Regions from separate parts of the Mus musculus genome. Here region 1 is linked to region 2. A link is a contact called in public promoter capture Hi-C data. All regions are on one chromosome and are shown on one strand. The core of a region is the stretch at or near the end of the contact, and the rest is flanking DNA. Distances in the headings are between cores, read along the strand shown.

Evidence for each region. Promoter capture Hi-C pulls out the DNA fragments that hold promoters and counts their contacts.
Region 1: a promoter capture Hi-C map of liver shows a contact between it and region 2, with 4 times the contacts expected there. The contact joins the enhancer-like site here to the promoter of Gga2 in region 2. A contact is called at or near these places in 4 of 39 promoter capture datasets (the 3T3-L1 cell line, liver and pre-B cells), 3 of 115 datasets of contacts at active chromatin or transcription factors (embryonic stem cells, extraembryonic endoderm stem cells and large pre-B cells) and 1 of 9 other capture datasets (embryonic stem cells).

What each region holds. Positions count from the first base shown.
Region 1 is chr7:123,002,920-123,007,950 of GRCm38.p6, reverse strand. No RefSeq gene overlaps it. Among named protein-coding and RNA genes, the nearest start is that of Rbbp6, 35 kb to the right of the region's middle. Within about 2 kb of position 3,325, at least 8 of the 459 cell types and tissues checked have an H3K27ac peak or open chromatin away from gene starts, as enhancers often do. A contact at or near this core is called in liver, where this site is marked.
Region 2 is chr7:122,017,731-122,022,972 of GRCm38.p6, reverse strand. It overlaps Gga2 (golgi associated, gamma adaptin ear containing, ARF binding protein 2), which reads left to right and starts at 1,775. Exons shown (of 17, transcript NM_028758.2): 1 at 1,775-1,984. The coding sequence starts at 1,885.

The sequences.
Region 1 (5,031 bases), core at 2,076-4,575, 980 kb before region 2:
ATTCCCAGCACTATAGTCAGGGTGCTGACGGTCTGTAATCCTAGCACTTGATGGATGGATGCAGGGAGACCAGGAGTTTATGGCTATCTTGGAGTGTGTTTGAAGCCAGTCTGGGACACATGAGACAGAAAAAGACAATAGGAAATGAAGTTCCTTATATTAAAAAAAATATCTCTAGATAGTTATAGAGAGCTTAGGTGACCAGTTGATGAGAAAGTTTGAAAACATTTAAACTAGTCAAGATGAGACGATCCTAGAAATGAAAACACTGACCAACACCAAGGGTCGTGTAATACAATTTTAGATAAAAAATGTTTAAAATGTGAAGATGTGAATCTTTTTTTCCAGAGACCATGCTTCTCTGTGTAGCCCTGGCTGTCCTGGAATGTTTTTTAGTAGCCCAGGCTGGCCTTTAATTGAGATCTGCTTGTCTCTGTTGCTTCCCAAGTTCTGGGATTAAAGGCGTGAGGCACTCTGTCTGGCTGGGATATTTTTTTTTTTCCAAGGACATTGAAAGAAAGATCTGTGCTTATGCTGAGGCACAACACAAGATAGCTTTACAGTTGATAATTTCCCACTCAGTCCACTTTTTGGCCCTCTATTCAATTCTGACAACTTGTTTGCCACTTCTGATGCAAGACCACAATGCTATGAGAGCTGCCTCAGCCATGGGCTAAAACGTGTGGGCCAGGTCTTTCCCAGATTAACTCTTTCCTGTAGCCCAGTCAGTCACTGTAATGTCAGCCACTGTAACCTTAGTCAGTGTAATCTCAGTCATAGCCCCAGTCAGTCACTGTAACCTGTTACTGTAGCCCTAGTCACTGTAGACACAGTGATATTTCAAGAAAAAAGCAAGGTTCATGTTGGTTTCAATAGTCATTGTCTACCTTCTGTTAGTGTTTTTGTTTTATTATATTATTTTATATTATTATCTTTATGTTTTTCAAGACAGGGCTTCTCTGTGTAGTCCTGGAACTCACTTTGTAGACCAGGCTGGCCCCGAATTCAGAAATCCATCTGCCTCTGTCTCCCAAGTGCTGGGATTAAAGGCGTGTGCCAACACTGCCTGGCTTATTTTTGTTTGAAGACAGGGTTCTTCTGTGTAGTCTTGGCTCTCCTGGAACTCACTCTATAAACCAAACTGGCCTTGAACTCAAAGATCCACCTGTCTCTGCCTCCCCAGTGTTGGGACTAGAGGCCTGGCTCAGGGTCTCACCCTGTAGTCCTGGCTGGCCTTGAACTTGTGGTATTCTTACACTGCTACTAACATTCTGGGGTGACAAGCTCAAGGCACCAGGGTAGCTCCATTGAGTTTTTTTATAAAGTTAGTGTAGAAGGAAATTAACAATCATTTTTTAGAAAATCCTTAATGCCAAAAATGATGTCAAAGGCTGGTCACTGAGGAGGCTTGGGGGGAGGAGGCTTAGCCTAAAGCCCCAAGTTTGATCCCTGGCACTGCATAGACCAGTCCAGGTGGTACATGTTCATAACCAAAGACCTGGGAAGCTGTGCCAGGGAGATCAGAGGTTCAAGGTCACTCTTGGGCTATACAATGAGTCAGAGTCTCAAAAAAGATGAAATGTGGGGGCTGGAGAGATGGCTCAGTGGTTAAGAGTACTGACTGCTCTTCTGAAGGTTCTGAGTTTAAATCCCAGCAACCACATGATGGCTCCCAATCACCTGTAATGACATCGACGCCCTCTTCTGGTGTGTCTGAAGACAGCTATAGTGTACTCAAAAGATGAAATGCTTTGGTAAACTGCTTATACTGCATGACTGGAAGAATTAACTTGAAATCTTGAATAGTCCTGCTAATCCCAGTTCTCCTGTATTTAGCATCTCCTGCATCTGTGTTCCTTCACAGCAGCTCTGGGATTTTAGTGTTTATTTGTGGAGCTCAGATGACAACCCTGAATGTCAGTCATCCCCTTCCACCTCGGGTATGCCAGGGTCAGCTGCTGTTCAGCTCTGCAGATCAGAAGAGGTCTGGAGCTGCTGGGGAATTTCTTGTCTCTCCCATCTCATCACACAAGTGCTTGAGTTGTAGAGATGTGCTCCTGGGTCAGGTTTTTCTTGGCTTCTATAGGTCTGAGCTCAGGCCCTCTTAAGCTACTGGAGAGGATGTGAACATAGTCTTTGTACATTGCTGGCAGGAACTAATTTTGCACAGCCCATTATGGAAAATATGAAGGTTTCTAAAATGATTAAGTAGCTGCGACAGTACTGTGCACCTATAATTACTCACTGCTACTCAGAGGGCAGATGTGAAAGTGGGTGGGTGGTAAGAGATCTTGAGCCAAGGAGGCCAGGCAACATGGTAACTCTATCTCAAAAAATAATTAGCCAGATGTATTGAAACATACCTGTAAACCCATTTGGTGTATACATCCAAAGGGAATTAAACCAATTTGTAAAACAAAACTTCTTCTCCATTGTAATACTATTCACAAGACAAAAAAAAAAGGAAAAAAGATTCCTAAGTGTCCATCAATTGTTTGACCAATAAAGATGAAATACTACTTACTTACTATGCACAGCATGTTCAGTCATAAAAAGAATGAAACCTTGGCATTTGTAATTTGAGGGTGTTCTTAAACATCCTTTACAATTTTTTCCTTTTTTTTTTATATAAAGATTTATTTTATGAGAGTACAGTGTCACTCTCTTCAGACACACCAGAAGAGGGCATCAGATCCCATTACAGATGGCTGTGAGCCACCATGTGGTTGCTGGGAACTGAACTCAGGACCTCTTGGAAGAGCAGTCAGTGCTCTTAACCGTTAAGCCATCTATCTATCCAACCCCTACAATTTTTATTAATCTACATGGCAAAGGGTGCACGTGTGAAGGTCAGAGAACTTGTCTGAGCGGATTCCTTTCTTCCGTGTGGGTTCTACCCACAACCCTGTTCATAAGGCTATAAAGGTTGATCTGATCCCTCAGCTCACACTTGCAGGTCCAGCACTTGGGAAGCTGCTGGAGGAGTGGAGGCCAGCCTGGGCTACATATAGGGTAACTGACCACTTTGAGTTAGTGTCTGAGCAAGAAGTAACACAAACCGTTGATTTTACAGATAAGGGTGCAGTTAAGGTGTTCAGCCATTGAGGTTGTGAAGGCCAGGCAATCGGGTTGCCTATCAAGTTTTTGTTCAGTAGGAAGCTCGAAGTTGTGGTGTACTGTTGCACAAGACTATATTGACTATATTGAACATTGTGCCACAGATTTCATAAAGCTAGATTTTGAGTGTGTGTGCGTGCTCTAGGTCTCTAGGCTCAATCCTTAGTACAAAACAAAAACGAAAGCCAACATCAGACCCACAGAACAAGAGTTCAAGGTCGGTCTGGGTTATGTGGTAAGACTGGAAAAAACAAAACTCCCAAAGGGCAGGAGAGATGGCTTAATGGCTCAACAGTTAGAGTATACTGTATACTGAATTTGGTTCCCAACACTCCTTTGGGGCAAGATAACAAAACCACCTGTTAAGTCCAGTCCCAGGGGATCTGACACCTTCTTCTGGCCTGCACATGGGCACTACACTCATATGCATAACTCCACAAACATAAATGACCATTATTTTTAAAAAGGAAAGGTAAATTTATAATGGTCAGATGCAATATGGCCTTCTTGGGGACCAGTAAACAGGGTGGAGACTTCCTGTTGTCTGATTCCTCTACATAAGGTGCAAGTTGGGACCAATCAGATATTAGCATTAACAACTGAGGTTGGGGAGAGAAAAACAACAACAAAAAAACCCAAACCACATGTACCATGAAGGGCTGTGGGTGTTTTTAATGGTTATACAAATACTAACTAAAACAAAACAAAAAACTTTTATTTAGCATTTCAAGTTGTCCTCCAAATGCTACATTCATACATTAAAAAAATCTGTATCATGTATGTTTATGGGAGTGGTTACACATGTACCACAGCACCTGTGTCCTTAAAGGGCAACCCTGGGGTTGGCCATCCCCCCTTCCCTGTGTGTCTCATTTGTGGCCCCTCACTGTAGAACACTGGAGTTACAGCACACATGTAGCATATCTAGACTTACTTGGGTTCTAGGGATTGAACTCAAGTCCTCAGGCTTGTGGAGGCACTTAACTCACTGAGCATGTCTTGAGCCTTTGCATGCTTCTGTTAAACAGTATCCGACATCTAGGTAGTTTGGGGGTTAGATGGGGAAGGGGGCAGGCACAGGTTCTGTGGCCGTTGCCATAACAAATCTATAGACTACAAAAACAAACAAAACCAAAAAAACCAAAAAGTAAACTAAGTTCAACCACCACCAAAGCTGGGAAAACTGCTCTTAATTGCAAAGGCACAACACTTAGAGGTGGTTCAGTAGCCAGGAACCTGTCATAGGAGTGGAGCTGCAACTAAAGTGAAGAAGGCCAGGTGAGCTTCAAGAATGAGCCCAATAATGTGAGTAACCAGTTTCAATTGTTGGAAACAGGACCTCAAAGTAAAAGTGGGAGTATGTTGTGCGTGGGCCTAAGTGGTCAGGACAGCTTAGCCCTGACAGCAGGTGTGTGTGCTTGGCATCAGGGCAGAGCTGAGCTCTCACAGCAAAGCTGATCTGGCTCCAAGGCAGCATCTCTCGATGACTTCCACACCTCTAGCACTTATGTTACTTTGGCTCAGTGGTGACAAGTGCTTGTTGCTCTTGCATAGGACCTGAATTTGGTTCCCAACGTCCACATGAGACAGTTCACAACTACGTAGCTGTGAGTGACTGCAGCTGGTTACAGAGGGCTCCAATGCCTTCCTCTCCCTCCATGGACACACACACTTTAAAATAGAAAAAAAAAGTGTTATCACTTACAATTTTAAATGGTAAATGTTGCCCTAAACACTACATTCACATGTCTTGACTCAAAGCCAAGAACCAGCAATTGTATGGAGTACCACACACTGAGACTCCAAGCACAGAACCTTAGGACAGCAGGCTAGCAATTTAGCCATGGACTGTGACAGGCCCAATTCATGCCACATTCTGTAAAACCACTTAACCTGTCCCCAAATCCTTTCCGA
Region 2 (5,242 bases), core at 526-3,025:
AATTCGATAAAACTGTTCTCTGTGCTCCATAAGCACACTGTGGCATGCGTGTGCCTGTACCGACATGCATATCACACATATGCACATACATATGCATAGTGTTTAAAAGATTAAAAGTAGGGCTGTAGAGGTTGCTCAGTGGTCAAGAGTATGTATTGCTCTTTTGGAGGACCCAGGTTCAATTCCTAGCACCCACATGGCAGCTCAGGACTGTCTACAATTCCAGTTGCAGGGAATCTGACACACTCTCTGGCCTCTTCAGGCTCCAGGCTTGCATGTGGTGCATAGATATATATGCAGGCAAAACACACATACAAATAAAAACTTAAAAAAATGTTTGTACATTTGGGATTATGATATGCCTAAAGTCCTAGAGTTACCCCTGACTGTCCCCACTATTTATGTGTCCATTCAACAGATACTTACTGGTATGCCAAGCCCCATTTGGTATGCTGGTGGTCCAGGTCTATGCAAATTAAAATCCTTCTGTGTGTGTGTGTGTGTGTGTATGTACTGGGGTGTGACATTGAGGGTGGGGAATGATAGGGACAGTGTGGAAGGATCTGGTGCTTCAGAGGGACCTCGTGCGCAGTCTTGACTGCCTTCCAGGCTAAGGCCTCCTTCAGTCTTAGCAGAGTTGTTAGTAGTAGATCATTGACAGCAATGGCAAAATTATGCTGGCCTCTAGACATGCATATTAATCCTGTCCACTGGACAGACCTCTTTCTCCACTGGCTGGAGCCAGTCTTATGCCCATTTGCATGTTTGTCTCAACAGTCCTTTATTTTTACATAGATTTTTCTCTTTGGCTTTTCTTGTGGACATATTAATACAACATCTACTTGATTCCTTCATTTAAGTTCAAGAGTTAAATAAAGGAAAATATTTCATGTTAGGCTGGCATGGTAGCTCACACCTGTAGTTCCAGCTTTTGGGAGGTTGAGGCAAAAGGATTTTACTACAGGTTTTTAGGATCTTAGCTTTTATCATTCAAAGGCCATCTTGGACTAATGAGTATGAGAAACCCTTTCTCAAAAGCAAAAACAAAAACCATAACAACAAAGCTGTACTGGTAGTACATTCTTGTAATCAAGTTTGTACCACAGTGGCAGGATGACCAAGAATTCTGGGTCCTCCTCAGCTATGCAGTGATCAAAGCCAGCTGGTTACATGAGACCTTAACTCAAAACAGTTAGAAAAAGGTATGTTTATATATAATTAATGTGTTCACTTTTTAGGGTATGAGAATCACGACCTGTTTTTTATTTCTTTTTTTTGGGGGGGGATGGGTGTTCGAGACAGGGTTTCTCTGTGTAGCCTTGACTGTCCTGGAACTCATTTTGTAGACCAGGCTGGCCTCAAACTCAGAGATCCGCCTGCCTCTGACCTGTTTTTTTGAGAAAAGTATCTTTTCATAAAAATAACTGTTTTATGAATTATGATGCAATGTGTCATCAAAAAAAAGTGTGTCAGAAACCCGAATGGAAGATACATACTCGGAGAAGACCCTAATAAAAATGCTGAAAGAATGATTCTTTATCTGAAATTCAGATTTAGCCAGGCGTCCAGTATCTTTTCTGGGAACCCTGCTTCTGAAGAAGAGGGGACAATCAATACCTAACTAGCTTGGCTTTTGACCTTTCAAGTGGTCTTGCACAAAAAAAAAAAAAAAAAAAAAAAAAAAAGACCTCGTGAGTTGGAGGTGGCCGGGAGGAGGTGCGTGGGGGCGGGACAGGGCCCAGAAATGGGCGTGTCCAATAGGGCCCGCCCCGTCACGTGCCTCTCAGTGTCTGCCGCGTCGGCAGCTGGAGCGAAGGCTAGGCGGCGGCGGTGGCTGCAGCTTTTGGGCAGGAGTGACTGCGGCCGCAGCGCTGGGCTGGGCAGATGGCAGCGACGGCAGTGGCAGCGGGGACCGGATCCCCGGCAGGGACCGAGTCGGCGGAGGGCGGCCCTGGGGCAGCGGCGGCGCTGGAGCTGTGGCTCAGTGAGTAGCATCGCGCCACACGTGATCCTGCTTCCCGCCGCCCTGGTTGTCCTCCGCGGCGGGAGGGGGCCTCTAGACTCACCCAGGGGATTCTGGGGACCTCAGACCACGCCATGGCTCAGTGGCCGGGCGGCACCACTTAACAGCTGGAGCGCGAATGCTTAGCGATCTCTTGTGCCAAGCACTGTGCAGAAAGCGTTTCAGCCATTGTTAGTCTGGTCGCAGGACCGAGAGTACCTGGGTTTACTAACCCGTGCGGGCGATGCAGCTTTTTTGCAGATCATTGAGTCTAAGAGCTTAAGTGGCTGCTACCTTTAAGAGCAAAACCAGCTTTTATGCCTCGGTGCATATTTACTCTGGCCAGACTTAATTGTTCCTTGTCTTAGCTTAACGGTGATCTCTGGGGGTGCGGTTCTAAAGGTTCTCTCTTTATCTGAGGAATTGAGGTTCAGAGAGAATAAAGAATCCACCCCTTGGGTGGGCTCCACTACGTGCTGGGTGCACTGAGATGGTAACACTGGGACATTGCTCACAAAGACATGTTCATTGGCTACTGGCTACCAGAACAGCACCTTCTCAACAGAAGCTGGAGGAGGGGCGCTTGTTGAACGTAGTTAGGGGCTGTTTTGTTTACCTGGGGCTTGTCATAGCTGGTATACAGTGTGTGGACAATGGAGGAGGCCATATTCCAGACAGGAAACTGCAAAAACTCAGGATGAGAATGTACAACATTCTGGGAGCGAGTAGGCCTGTTGGCCAGGAGTGCAAAGCTTAAAGCTCAGAGAATCCAGAAAAGAGACCTCAGACTAATTTGCTAATGAAGTAAGACGCGTGAGCGCCGCAGAAGGGACTGCATTATTTAAACATTTTTATTACATGTTGTGTATTTGGGGTGGGGCGTGCTGCTCCTGGCTCGTGGAGAACAGAGAACAACTGGGGAAGGGGTCAGGGTGTCGTTTCTCTCCTTAGGCTCTTCTGTGGGTTCCAGGGCTCGAACTCAGGCCACAAGGCTTGGTCACAGGCACCTTTATCTTCTGAGTCATTGCAGGCCTATAGCTTTCTATTTCAACATGTAGGAGAAGCTGTTGGAGACAGCTTCGCTTCTACTGAAAGCACCACATGCAGTTCCACCTGGTGAGTTGGTTGAGGGTGAGACTTCAGACTTGGAGTAGATATATAAGGTCTTTAGATAGCTGGGGTGGGGTGGGGTGGGGTGATGGTGGTTACAATAGGAATGAAGGGAGTGGGGATCAGGAGTCGAAAGGATTATCTGAACCCATCAGCAGGGTTTAATGTAAGCACACGTGCATGCACATTACTTTAATTAAAGACCTGGAGCCAGACTGTAGCAGTGCACACTAGTCCAATTCCAGCAGTTGTGAGGGAGAAGCCAGCCTGGCCTACGTAGTGAGTTTCAGGACAGCTAGAGCTACATAGTAAGATCCTGTCTGGGAAAAAACAAAACAAAACAAAACCAACCATACAGACAAAAACCAAACAACAACAACAACAAAACATTAAACAAAACCCAGAAAGGACTACCATCACCCATATAGTCTTCCTTCCCTGTACATAGATGGACTCAGGAGATGAGTGTACGAAGGATCCTTGGTTTCGGGGATCAAAAGTAATTGTGGTAGATGCTTCCCCACTCCGCCCCCACCTGTGTGGAGGAGCAGTTGTGTCATGAAGTTCGAAGTTCTTGCCAGGCAGTTAGGAAGAGCTCTGAGCATCCAGGGAGGGTAGGAGCTAGAGGGGTGGTTTTGAGAGCCAGTCTTCCGTGGGTGTGTAGAACAGAGCGTTGGAGCTGGAACAAGGAGGTATTTCCCAGGCAGATGGGACTAGAGTATCCCAAAGGTTCAGAAGTAGACAGGGAAAGCTGTTCTGGGAAGAACCACGGAGGGGGGTGTGGCCAATAGCTGCTTCAAAATGGAGACTGGAGGGAGGGGAATCTGGCCTTTGAGGAAAATGGTGGAAACAGAAGGCTTGTGAAGTGGTGGCGAACAGCAGGCTTGGATTGGGGTTGGGTGCAGAAGTGTGAGGTGGGTAGCGTAAGAGCCAGCAGCTGCTAGTGGATATTTAAGAGCCTGTCTGCAACCGAGGCTTTGCAAGGACTTGGGTTTCTCTGCAGCCCCGGCTGTCCGGAATTCACCCTAGACGAGGCTGACCTGGAACTCACAGAGATCTGCCTGCTTCTGCTTCCCTAGTGCTGGGAGCAAAAGTGTGTATCACCACCCCCCTAGAAGTAACCTTTGATTGTAGCATCCCTTGAGTTTTTCAAAGGTGGCAACTACTTTCTAAGAGGTATGTTGGAGGACAGTGGGACAGTCTGTAGGGAGGGAGTGAAAAAGGTCCTTTTCCTGTGCTTGGCTGTGAGAGGAAGGCGGGGACATCCAGTGAGGCTTTGAGAATAATGGAGAGGGCACTTGAGCCCTCTATGTAGCTCCTAAGGGGAACTCCCCTTGTTGGATTCTAAGGCCTGTGTTTAGTCACTGTGCAGGGGCTTTTAGAGCCCCAAGGAGAGGAGTCTGAATGGGAAGTTGTCGGGTCAGGGTGTGGCCTGCAGAGGGGGAGAGCTGCTTGCCTGGGTGCTTGCCTGGGGAAGGAGATAAAGGTGGTTGCACATGCAAACTAGTAGGTTCCTTTCACTGCCTAGGGCTTGAGGAAGGTGGGGAAGGAAGTTCAGGAGTGCAGGAAGAAAATCAAAACATGAAGCCCAGGTGCACAGCGGGCCAGCACAGAAGAGTAACTTTTGAAAGTCATGGTGAAATGAGACATTTCTGCAGTGAATGAGGCAGGGAGCAGAGGCCTGAGCAAATCCAAGAAACAAAAGCTCAGTGGCAGGACGGAGCAGTATGGGGTTAGGCCCGCTCCCACTCTGAGCCTTCTTTCTTTCTTTCTTTCTTTCTTTCTTTCTTTCTTTCTTTCTTTCTTTCCATAATTCAGTTTATCAGGCACTTACTATACATTATAAAAAGGCACTATTTTAAGAATTTTATAAAATTGCGTAGTAGCTGAGTGTGGTGGCACACAGGCTTTTAATTCTCAATTTGGGAACCAAGAGGCAGACTGATCTCTGAGTTCGAAGCCAGCCTGGTCTACAGAGGGAGTTCCAAATCAGCCAGGGCTGTACAAAGAAACCCCATCTAACAAACAACAACAATAAAACAATCCACTTTTATAAAAATGTATTAACATTTTTATCCTGCCAACAACTCTAAGGAGAAGGTAGAGGTTAACATCTGCCAGTGGCTTTGT